Linked DNA regions of Mus musculus: all the other regions are linked to region 2. The links are chromatin contacts, called in public promoter capture Hi-C maps. All regions are on one chromosome and are shown on one strand. Each heading gives the region's core, a stretch centred on a gene start, on an enhancer-like site or on the middle of the called end of the contact. The rest is flanking DNA. Distances are from core to core; before and after follow the strand shown. Region 1 holds the start of Selenov (selenoprotein V). Region 2 holds the start of Nfkbid (nuclear factor of kappa light polypeptide gene enhancer in B cells inhibitor, delta). Region 3 holds the start of Zfp36 (zinc finger protein 36).

Region 1 (2,796 bases), core at 256-2,755, 2.1 Mb after region 2:
CAGCTCTTGGGAGGCAGGAGCAGTGGTTGTCTGTGAGTTCAAGACAAGCCTTGTCAGAGCGAGTTTCAGGATAGTCAAGGATCCATAATGGGACCCTGTCTCAGAAAGGGGGGGAAAAAAGGCTGAGGCAGGAGGATTGTAAGTTTAAGGCTAGCCTAAGCTATATAGCTGTGTGTCTTTCTCAAAGATAACAGAAAGCAAAACAAAACAAAAAATACGTTTAAAACCCAGCCAACTAGAGAAGGGGATGTGCCAGGGTCCAGGTCAATTCCTAGTCCAAACATCTGTGTGTTCTTCCTGTGGAAGCACCCACTGCACTGACGTCTGGCAACACAGCACGTTAATGGTCACGAAATGTACATTGCATTCTGGGGCCTAGAGTCTTCATGAGGTCTTGGTCAGGCAGATAAAGTTAATAGCCCTCCTGGGGCAGAACTGACACAATGTGGCCCCAGGCTGTCATCACTATCCACGTTATTGTGGATTGGCTGGTCTATGTATGCCCCACCCCCCTTCCAGAAGGATATTCCCTGGCTTAGAAATACTGCCCCAAAGCCACAGGCAGAGGCTGACATCTCTTGAGACATCAACAGGGTTATGTGCATCCTGAGGGTTTTTTTTTGGGGGGGGGGGTGTTGGTTGGTTTTGTTTTTTTTTTTTTGTTTTGTTTTTGTTTTTTTTTTTTTACTTGAGAGTGATTTTAAACTTTTGATCCACTTGCCTCCTGAGTGCTGGAGCTACAATCCTGAGTCAACATAACTGGTTTGTGTGGCACGGGGGACTTGGACCCAGGGCTTTGTGAATGCTATGAAAACTCTATTAACTGAGCCACAACCCCTGTTAAGTCATCCTTCTGTGAGCCTCAGAATGAAGTCTAGTCGGCCTTACATGGTCACTGTCCCTGGCTCCAATCCTTGTCACCTCTGCCTTTTGCCTATACTCCACTTCTCAAACTTGTCCCCTTTCCTGGTGCCAGCTTCCACTTTATCTCCCTAACTCGGGTTCCACAGGATTGGTTGATCCAGGTCTTGTTCTAGGAGCTGGGGATACAGCATGAAGAAGACAGAGTCTCACTTTGACCACTCCCCGGGAGTAAATTGGATTATTTGTGTGGGTTGTCGCTATTTTTCTCCGGACCTCGTATCCTGCAGAGAGGTGCCTCCTTTCTGAATTATATGGGTGCTGGTATTCTCCACTGCACTGACGGTTTTAGGCTGTCACTCTCATACTGGGTGTGACCTCCTATCATGGGCAGGAAGCAAGGAGGGCAGAGATGCATTGTCCCCGGAATCCCCAGCGCTAGGAGGGCGCTTAATGAACTCAACCAGCTAAACGCATGAGTGTCAGGGTGGCAATGGGAAGCTCTAGGCAGAGTTGGCTCCTGCTGGGTGGGGATAGGGACAGGGGCGGTGTCTATTCGGTGAGATCTGAAGACAGCAGCGCCTCCCTGGCGCAGAGCTTGGAATCTCCGCCTGACTGGAACCCGGTGTAACAGTGCCTGCTCGTGGTTGCTTCGGTTTTTAGAATCCTCGGGTGCGAAAGCTCTCCTCGCTCAAGGAAGCAGGGCGAGGCGGGACGCTTAGCCTGGGGTACCCGGGTCTCACCTGGTCCCCATGAATAACAAGGCGCGGGTCCCCGCTCCCTCCTCAGTCCGGGCAAACACCCCGGCCCGGACACCCGCTCCCATCCGAACCGCGACCCCAGTCAGGGCCCCGAACCCAGCGCACAACTCGACTCCAGTCCGAACTTCCATCCGGGTCCGGGCTCCTGCCCAAGTCCCTAACCCTGTTCCAATCCGGTTCCCAACTCCAGCCCCAGTCCCTGCCCCAACCCTAACCCCAGCCCCAACTCCAGCTCCAGTCCGGCATGCAGCACCGGTGCGGACTCCAGCACCAGTCCGGGCCCCGAATCTAGGTCGGGTCTTTCCTAAGATCTCTCCAGGCAGGTTCTTCCCGAGCTTGGCCTCGCCCACGGCACAGCCCCTTTCTTCCAGGGCTGCTAGCGCTCTCTTGAAGGATCCCACACTCGCTCAAAATCAGAAACCCTCGATCCACAGCCTAGCGGAGGCCATCCAGGGGCCCCTTCCAGTGCTCACTCCCTCGTCCTCCAAGACACAAGGCTCCATACCGGACACCGCCTCTCCCATAGACTCCTTGGCTTCTACTGCCATGGCCTCCAGTACATTGGGCCCCATTCCGGGCCCCAACCCTACACTAGAGTTCTTGGCCTCCCCGCTGAAGGAAACCCCTGGTCTGGGTAAGCTCTCCACGATTTCCCCAGCACCCAGCTTCGGTTCCACTAAGGAGATCCCATCCACCAGCGAGGACGTCCCAACGCCCAACAGAATCTTGATCCGTGTGATGTACTGGTGAGGGGCTCCCCCTACCCGCGAAAGAACGGGAGCCGAGCCGGCAGATGCTGGAGCTCTGGGCGTGTGTGTGTGTGTGTGTGTGTGTGTGTGTGTGTGTGTGTGTGTGTGCAGGCCCAGGTGGGCGCGCTAGGTAGGGAGGCAGATCCACAGAGTTCTGACCACCACTTGTCTGTCCCTTTGAGATCGGTTTCCCACCCTGGCTTCTTTCATTCACTCCCACGAACCCCTGTGATTTCTGTCTTTGATCTTTCCTCACTCATTTGCATGTTTATTGACTTAAGGCTTTATTCACGCCTCTCTTCCTTCAAACGTTTGTATGAGTAACATGACTGCTGTCATTCGCTTTTATTCATTCATTGATGGGCGTTTCCCACCTGGCAGTCAGAATCATTCGTTTAGCTGCTTGATTCCTGTCTCTTAACTTC
Region 2 (3,130 bases), core at 259-2,758:
GAATACTGAGATTCTCTACTCTCCATCCCTACCTCATGGAGACTGAACCCCATGGCCTCACACATGTGAGGAAAGAGCTGGACCACAGAGCAAAACTCCCAATAGTCTTTCTGTTTTCCACTTATTTTTTCCCTTTATTTAGGAAAAAAAAAAAAAAGGTCCTATTATTGTGGCTAGGGCAATCTAGAACTCATTCTGTAGCCCAGGTAGGTCTTGATCCTTCTACCTCTGCCTCCGGAGTAGCTGGGATGACAAGCCTGCGCCACTAGGCTCAGCACCACTGAGAAGTTTTTAGGGGCCCTTAAGCATCTGTCCCCACCCTATAGTTTACCTCCATCACCAGGGGAAATGGGCCTGACCGGCCTGGGTCTGACGGAGGGTAGAAATCAGGAGTCAGGAAGCCTTCAGAAGCAGAGAATGGGAAAGAGCCCTCTGTATAGGTAGCATGGATGCTAGGGTCCCAGTCTGCAAAGCCTGAAGGGGGAGCCAGGTTGCCAGGTCCGGAATCCACAGTCTCTTGGAAGGCAGGGAAATGAGTATGGCCTGAAACAGAGAGGGTGGTCAGAACCAGCCTGTTATTACAGCCTGGAGACATGGCCAGGGAAGGTAAACCTGGAGTCTCCAGAGGTCCTGAGACACTGAGGAGCTGGGTCCTCCAGTCCTGGGGCATCAGCAAGCTGCGATGCCAGGCCTACTGGATCTCAAGCAACTGGGATCTGAAGTCCTGGAGTCTTAAACCCTGGATGCTTGAAGGACACTATTCATGGACTACTGGGCTACTGAAAACCAACGTCAAATTCCAGGGGTTTTGGTTATAAGACAAGGTGTCTTAGATAGCTCTAGGTGGCCTGGAACTTGCTAGTAAAAAAAAAAAACCACATGACCTCAAACCCAATGGCAATCCGCCCCCCCTCAACTCCGGAGTACTGGGAATATAGACATGTGCAACGATGGCAGGCTGGTCATCAAAATTTCCCATATGGCTCAAGAATAATGAGAGCTGCCTGACTCCTCGGTCCCCAAAGGTCTAAGAGCTGGGATGCCTGAGTCTAAGAGAAGCTGGGCTAGGAGCTAACTTTATTCTTACCTGGCTCTGCCTCATTCACAGATGGAGTCAGTGGCTGGACCAGAGGAGGGGAGAAGTGTCCCTGCAATGTAAAGGAAATGAATTTATGAATCTGGAAGATTCTTCCAGGTCTGTCCCCCACCTGCAGAGCCTCAGAGTCAGGACTACAACTCCCATCTCCCCCAGCGCACATGGCGACTTCCAGAGACTCACCGGCACCCCAGCAGCCTCTGGCTGCTGCTGTCGGCGCCTCTGTTCTTCCAGAAGCTTCTTTACCGTCTGTGTTGGGCAGTGACTACGCTCAGGCCGACTCACTGTGTGTGGGAAGACAGAAGGAAGTCATCAGGAATGTTTAAGTCACCCGAATGCAGCCTCGGTGGCAGCGGTGGGTGGCTGGGAGTGCATGTGGGCGCCCTCCTTTCCTTCGAGCGAGCTGGAGAACTACAAAGCCAACAGAAGATGTTGAGTGCAGGGCCCCGCCTCCGCCATTTCCTTCCTTTTCCTCCACGCTTTTCCTCCGCACCAACTTTCCACCACCGTAGTGGAAACTGAGGAAGTGGGGAGGCTAGCACTTCTCTGAAGCATCTATCTTCTCCGGAGACACCGGGCTCCTCGGAAGCACCACCACATCCGTTAAAAATCCCAACCTAGGCGACCAGGTCCTAACACTAGGAGTGGAGGACTGGGGTTTGCTAATCTCAACTTCCCGAAAAGGCATTTCCAGGTTCCCAATATCTCTGTTTTAACTAGGAGTAGAGGCACACCCCTGCAATCCCAGCGAGGTGGTGGCAGAGGGTCAGGTGTTAAGGCCAGACTCATCTATAAACGAAGTGAGAGGCCAACCTGGACTACCTGAGACCTCTGTCTCAAAACAACAACAAAATGTTTCTCTGTTCTAGAATCTGACATGTGGGGCTGGGCGCAAGGCTGGGTGGATGGTAGAACGTAAGCCCAGAGTCCTCAGCACAGGAAAGGGTGAGTTGCTCCTCTCCAAGTCTTGGGATCACCACTCTTGCTCTAGCCTCTCTGCCAGGATCCACCAAATCAGTAGCGGTGTAGTTCCTCAATGATCCAGGGATCTGGAGTCGCAAAGCTCCCGCCCCCACCTCGGCAAACTTGGGAATAGCAGGGACCAACCATCCCGGAGATGCCCCTGTATCCCATTGGCACAATCCATTCACCCAGAACCCAAGAGTACAGACCCTCAGTCTCCTCTGAGACCTGAAAATCCGGTTCCCTCGACCCAAGAAGAGCAAATCCCCAGCCCAGACTTCCCAGCTCAGACTCCAGCGCGAGAAGGGTTAAAGTCAGCCGAGGACTGACTCGGAAACCCTCGAGACGAGACGCCGCGCGCTGACGTCACGGCGCTAACGCAAGGGAATCTTCCACCTCCCAGTTCCGCTCCGCACGCGCGCGCCGCAGGTGTCTGGCTCGGAGGCGGGGCACGCAGCGAAGCGCGGCGCCCGTGGAATCCCCGCGCACGGGGAATTCCTGTTCGGCCCGGGCACCCTGCACCAGTGGTGCTCTGGGAAGTCCCAGGGCGGGGCTGCTCTCTACCAGAGTGGACTCCTGAGGTCCAGCGCCCGACCTTCGAGGCCCAAACCTGCGTCCATAACCGCAATTTCAAGGATGCAATGCAGCCCCTCCTTGGGTGAAGGAGTCCGGGTCACTTCGTCCTCTTAGAGAACCCCCGGTATCAGGCCTCTCAGTCCTTGCACCCCAACTCCCAAGGATGTCCAACACTCCCAAGGACTCAGAAGTCCAGGATCCCAGCCTCTCCTCTTCAACGTCCAGAATCAATTCTCAGGGCCCAGCTTTACGCTCCAGCCAACCTTCAAAGCATCCAGAAAGGCGCGTTCCTCGCTTTACCCCCAGCTCTTACCTCGAGGATTCTTGGATGCAGACTGTGGGCCCCCAGGGCCGCGGCCTCGGCGTTGCGCCAGCCTCGCTACCTGCCCCGCGGAGCCGCCGCCGGGTCCCCGATCTAAAGCCAGGTCCCCCGCGAGTTTTTAAATTCGTCTTTTGGCCACGCCCGGTTCAAGGCGGAGCCCCGCCCACAGTCCC
Region 3 (3,058 bases), core at 543-3,042, 2.0 Mb after region 2:
CGATACGCAACGCACCGTGTGAGAACTTCCCAGCATGGTAATTACACTCCTGGCAATGATAACCCCCATACACAAGAACTCTTTTTCACTGGAGATATCCTTGAAATAACACTTTTGACTTGGGTGTGGCGGCCATGCCTGTAATCCTAACACTACTTGGGTGGTGGAGACTGGAGGATCGCAAGTTCCAAGCCGGCTAAGGAGACCGACTGAAAAGCAAAAACCTTACAGATCTCCAGAGAGTTGAGTTAAGACTGCTTGCATTACTAGAAACCCATTCAACGTTGAAGGTGGCCCATTCTTTCAATAGAGCAGAGCTTCCTCCCTAATAAAAGACGTAAGCTGTTCCAACCTTGAGTTTTCGGAAGCAAAACCTCTTAATTTAAACTGCAGCTTGGGTAAATGTGCTATCCAGCCATGCTAGACTAGGGGGTTGGAAGGGCACTGCTGAGCTACAGCTCAGAGCGGTCCCTACCTGGACCAACTGTCTTACAGGTTCTGTGCCTTCAGGTTTAAGTTTTTATTTCGCCTTTCTATCTTTCTGTAACCCACTTCCTCGCCTAGATTTGTTTCCCAGTCCCCTCTCCCTGTCTTACTGTCTCCCCACTTTGTAAATGTCATCTTTTTTTCTTTCTATAATAGGGTTGGCTCTAAGGAGTACATACCAAGTCGCTGAGACTTCGTTTTACTTCCTCCTTACCTTCGTGGTTTCTCTTTTTTTTTTTTTTTTTTTTTAAAAGTAGGACCTGGAACTCAATCAATAGCTTAGTCTGACATTGAACGCCTGATCCCCCTTCCTCCACCTCCAAATGCCAAGATTACAACCATATGCCACTGTCTTGTCTTTTGTTTTGTTTTTCAAGACAGGGTTTCTCAGCCGAGCATGGTGACACACGCCTTTGATCCCAGCACTCCGGAGGCAGAGGCAGGCGGATTTCTGAGTTCAAGGCCAGCCTGGTCTACAAAGTGAGTTCCAGGACAGCCAGAGCTATACAGAGAAACCCTGTCTCGAAAAACAAAAACAACAAACAAACAAAAAAGACAGGGTTTCTGTGTGTAGTCCTGGCTGTTCTGGAACTCACTCTGTAGACCAGGCTAGCCTCGAACTCATAGAAATCCGTCTGCTTCTGCCTTCCAAGTGCTGAAATTAAAAGTTTGGGCCATCAGTGATCTGGCATCTTTTTACTTCCTAAGAAAAGGGTCTCACCAAGTTACTCAAGCTGCCCTAGAACCCACTGTATAGTGGAGCCAGGCCTTGAACTACCAGTCTCCTGCCTCAGCCTCCCTGAGGGGCCGGAATCACAGTCCTAAACCAGCAGATCCTACTTGTGAATGTCTCTCACTGTCTCTTTGTTTTTCTCTCGGCTTCTGGCCATCTCTGTCTCTTCCAACTTGTCTCTCCCCGCCCCCGTCTGTCTCACACGCACACGCCCTCAGTCTCTGCCCTTGTCAATTGTCCCTAGAGCCCTGCCCCCACTTCTGCCCCAGTTCTCTTCCCGACTGCCTTCCACCTCTGAAAAACACTAGGACGCCCCGCTACCATCACCTCCAGTTGGTCGTACACAACCCTCCCTACTACCCCCCGAGAGGGGCCGGAGCTGCGGGAGGGCCAAGTTCAGGCACATTTTGCATGCTAACCAGCAGATAGGCGGAAGGGGCCTAGTACCAGGCCGGCCGAGCTACGCCGCGGGGGCGCGTCCCGGAAGCTCTAGTGGCCACGCCCCCAGGCCGCCCCATAAAAGGAGAAAGCTCCTGCTGCGGGCCACAGCCTGACTTCTGCGAACCGACAGTCGGTCTCTTCACCAAGGCCATTCGCGCCACCATGGATCTCTCTGCCATCTACGAGGTGAGTACCTGTTAGACAGCATCCCGGGATCCCCGACGCACCAAACTTAGGCCCGGGACGCCTCCGTACCTTCTCAGACTAGCCCTGGCTGGCTGGAAATGAGAGAGGGAGCCAGCGAGCCTAGCGCCTCGGTCCAGATACCGGCGATCCCCTTGGGACGAAAAGCTGGCACACTGCTGTCACTCGCGTAGGGCGGAAGCGGCATCACACCTGTCTAGTGCCCTTCGCTGCCCATGGCGCGGTTTGGTGGCCAAGCAGGTGCTAAGGTTGAGGTAGGGGGGGAGTTGACAGGGTAAGAGTTCTAGAGAGATCTGGCCTCCTGGGTCAGCTTTGGCCGGCTCCTTCAAGTTGTGAAACGAGCGCCCGGTGGGCGGTCATATGGGGGGGGGGGGAGTCCTAGAGGCCCAAAGTTGGCGAGCAGCAGTGTGCTTTGATTTGGGGGGGAACCCTCTCTCGATCGGGGATACTGGGCTTCCTAGATCCTTCTGGATTACCTTCAGTCATGTGGAAACACTCAAATCTCTGTAGTCAGGTTCTCCCTGGAGTTTGTGTGAGCCGGGTGGGGCTCAGGCCGAGAACCCACAAACCGGACTGGCAAGCTCGTGAAGTGCTTTACAACAGGGGCGGGGCGACGTCACCTTACCTTTTCTGGTGGCCTAACCGAACCCTGTTCCTCTCAGAGCCTCCAGTCGATGAGCCATGACCTGTCATCCGACCACGGAGGAACCGAATCCCTCGGAGGACTTTGGAACATAAACTCGGACTCCATCCCGTCTGGGGTCACCTCTCGCCTGACTGGCCGCTCCACTAGCCTGGTGGAGGGCCGAAGCTGTGGCTGGGTACCCCCACCCCCTGGTTTTGCACCTTTGGCTCCCCGCCCAGGCCCTGAGCTGTCACCCTCACCTACTTCGCCTACTGCAACTCCCACCACCTCCTCTCGATACAAGACCGAGCTCTGTCGGACCTACTCAGAAAGCGGGCGTTGTCGCTACGGGGCCAAGTGCCAGTTTGCTCACGGCCTGGGTGAACTTCGCCAAGCCAATCGCCACCCCAAGTACAAAACGGAACTCTGCCACAAGTTCTACCTCCAGGGCCGCTGCCCCTATGGCTCTCGATGCCACTTCATCCACAACCCCACCGAGGACCTAGCTCTCCCTGGCCAGCCCCATGTGCTGCGACAAAGCATCAGCTTCTCCGGCTTGCCCTCAGGCC

Evidence for each region. Promoter capture Hi-C pulls out the DNA fragments that hold promoters and counts their contacts. Capture Hi-C pulls out chosen DNA fragments and counts their contacts.
Region 1: a promoter capture Hi-C map of liver shows a contact between it and region 2, with 4 times the contacts expected there. The contact joins the promoter of Selenov here to the promoter of Nfkbid in region 2. A contact is called at or near these places in 6 of 39 promoter capture datasets (the 3T3-L1 cell line, cranial neural crest, frontonasal cranial neural crest and 2 more), 1 of 115 datasets of contacts at active chromatin or transcription factors (large pre-B cells) and 1 of 9 other capture datasets (adipose tissue).
Region 3: a contact with region 2 is called in a promoter capture Hi-C map of liver, with 3 times the contacts expected there. The contact joins the promoter of Zfp36 here to the promoter of Nfkbid in region 2. A contact is called at or near these places in 2 of 39 promoter capture datasets (the C10 cell line and pre-B cells), 4 of 484 Hi-C or Micro-C datasets (B cells, CD4 T cells, bone marrow-derived macrophages and 1 more), 3 of 115 datasets of contacts at active chromatin or transcription factors (astrocytes, bone marrow-derived dendritic cells and regulatory T cell precursor) and 3 of 9 other capture datasets (adipose tissue, liver and macrophages).

The regions. Positions count from the first base shown.
Region 1 is chr7:28,289,895-28,292,690 of GRCm38.p6, reverse strand. Selenov (selenoprotein V) reads left to right here and starts at 1,505. Exons shown (of 6, transcript NM_175033.4): 1 at 1,505-2,368. The coding sequence starts at 1,614.
Region 2 is chr7:30,421,653-30,424,782 of GRCm38.p6, reverse strand. Nfkbid (nuclear factor of kappa light polypeptide gene enhancer in B cells inhibitor, delta) reads right to left here and starts at 1,508. Exons shown (of 11, transcript NM_172142.4): 1 at 1,280-1,508; 2 at 1,088-1,148; 3 at 332-543. The coding sequence starts at 337.
Region 3 is chr7:28,377,962-28,381,019 of GRCm38.p6, reverse strand. Zfp36 (zinc finger protein 36) reads left to right here and starts at 1,792. Exons shown (of 2, transcript NM_011756.4): 1 at 1,792-1,846; 2 at 2,527-3,058. The coding sequence starts at 1,823.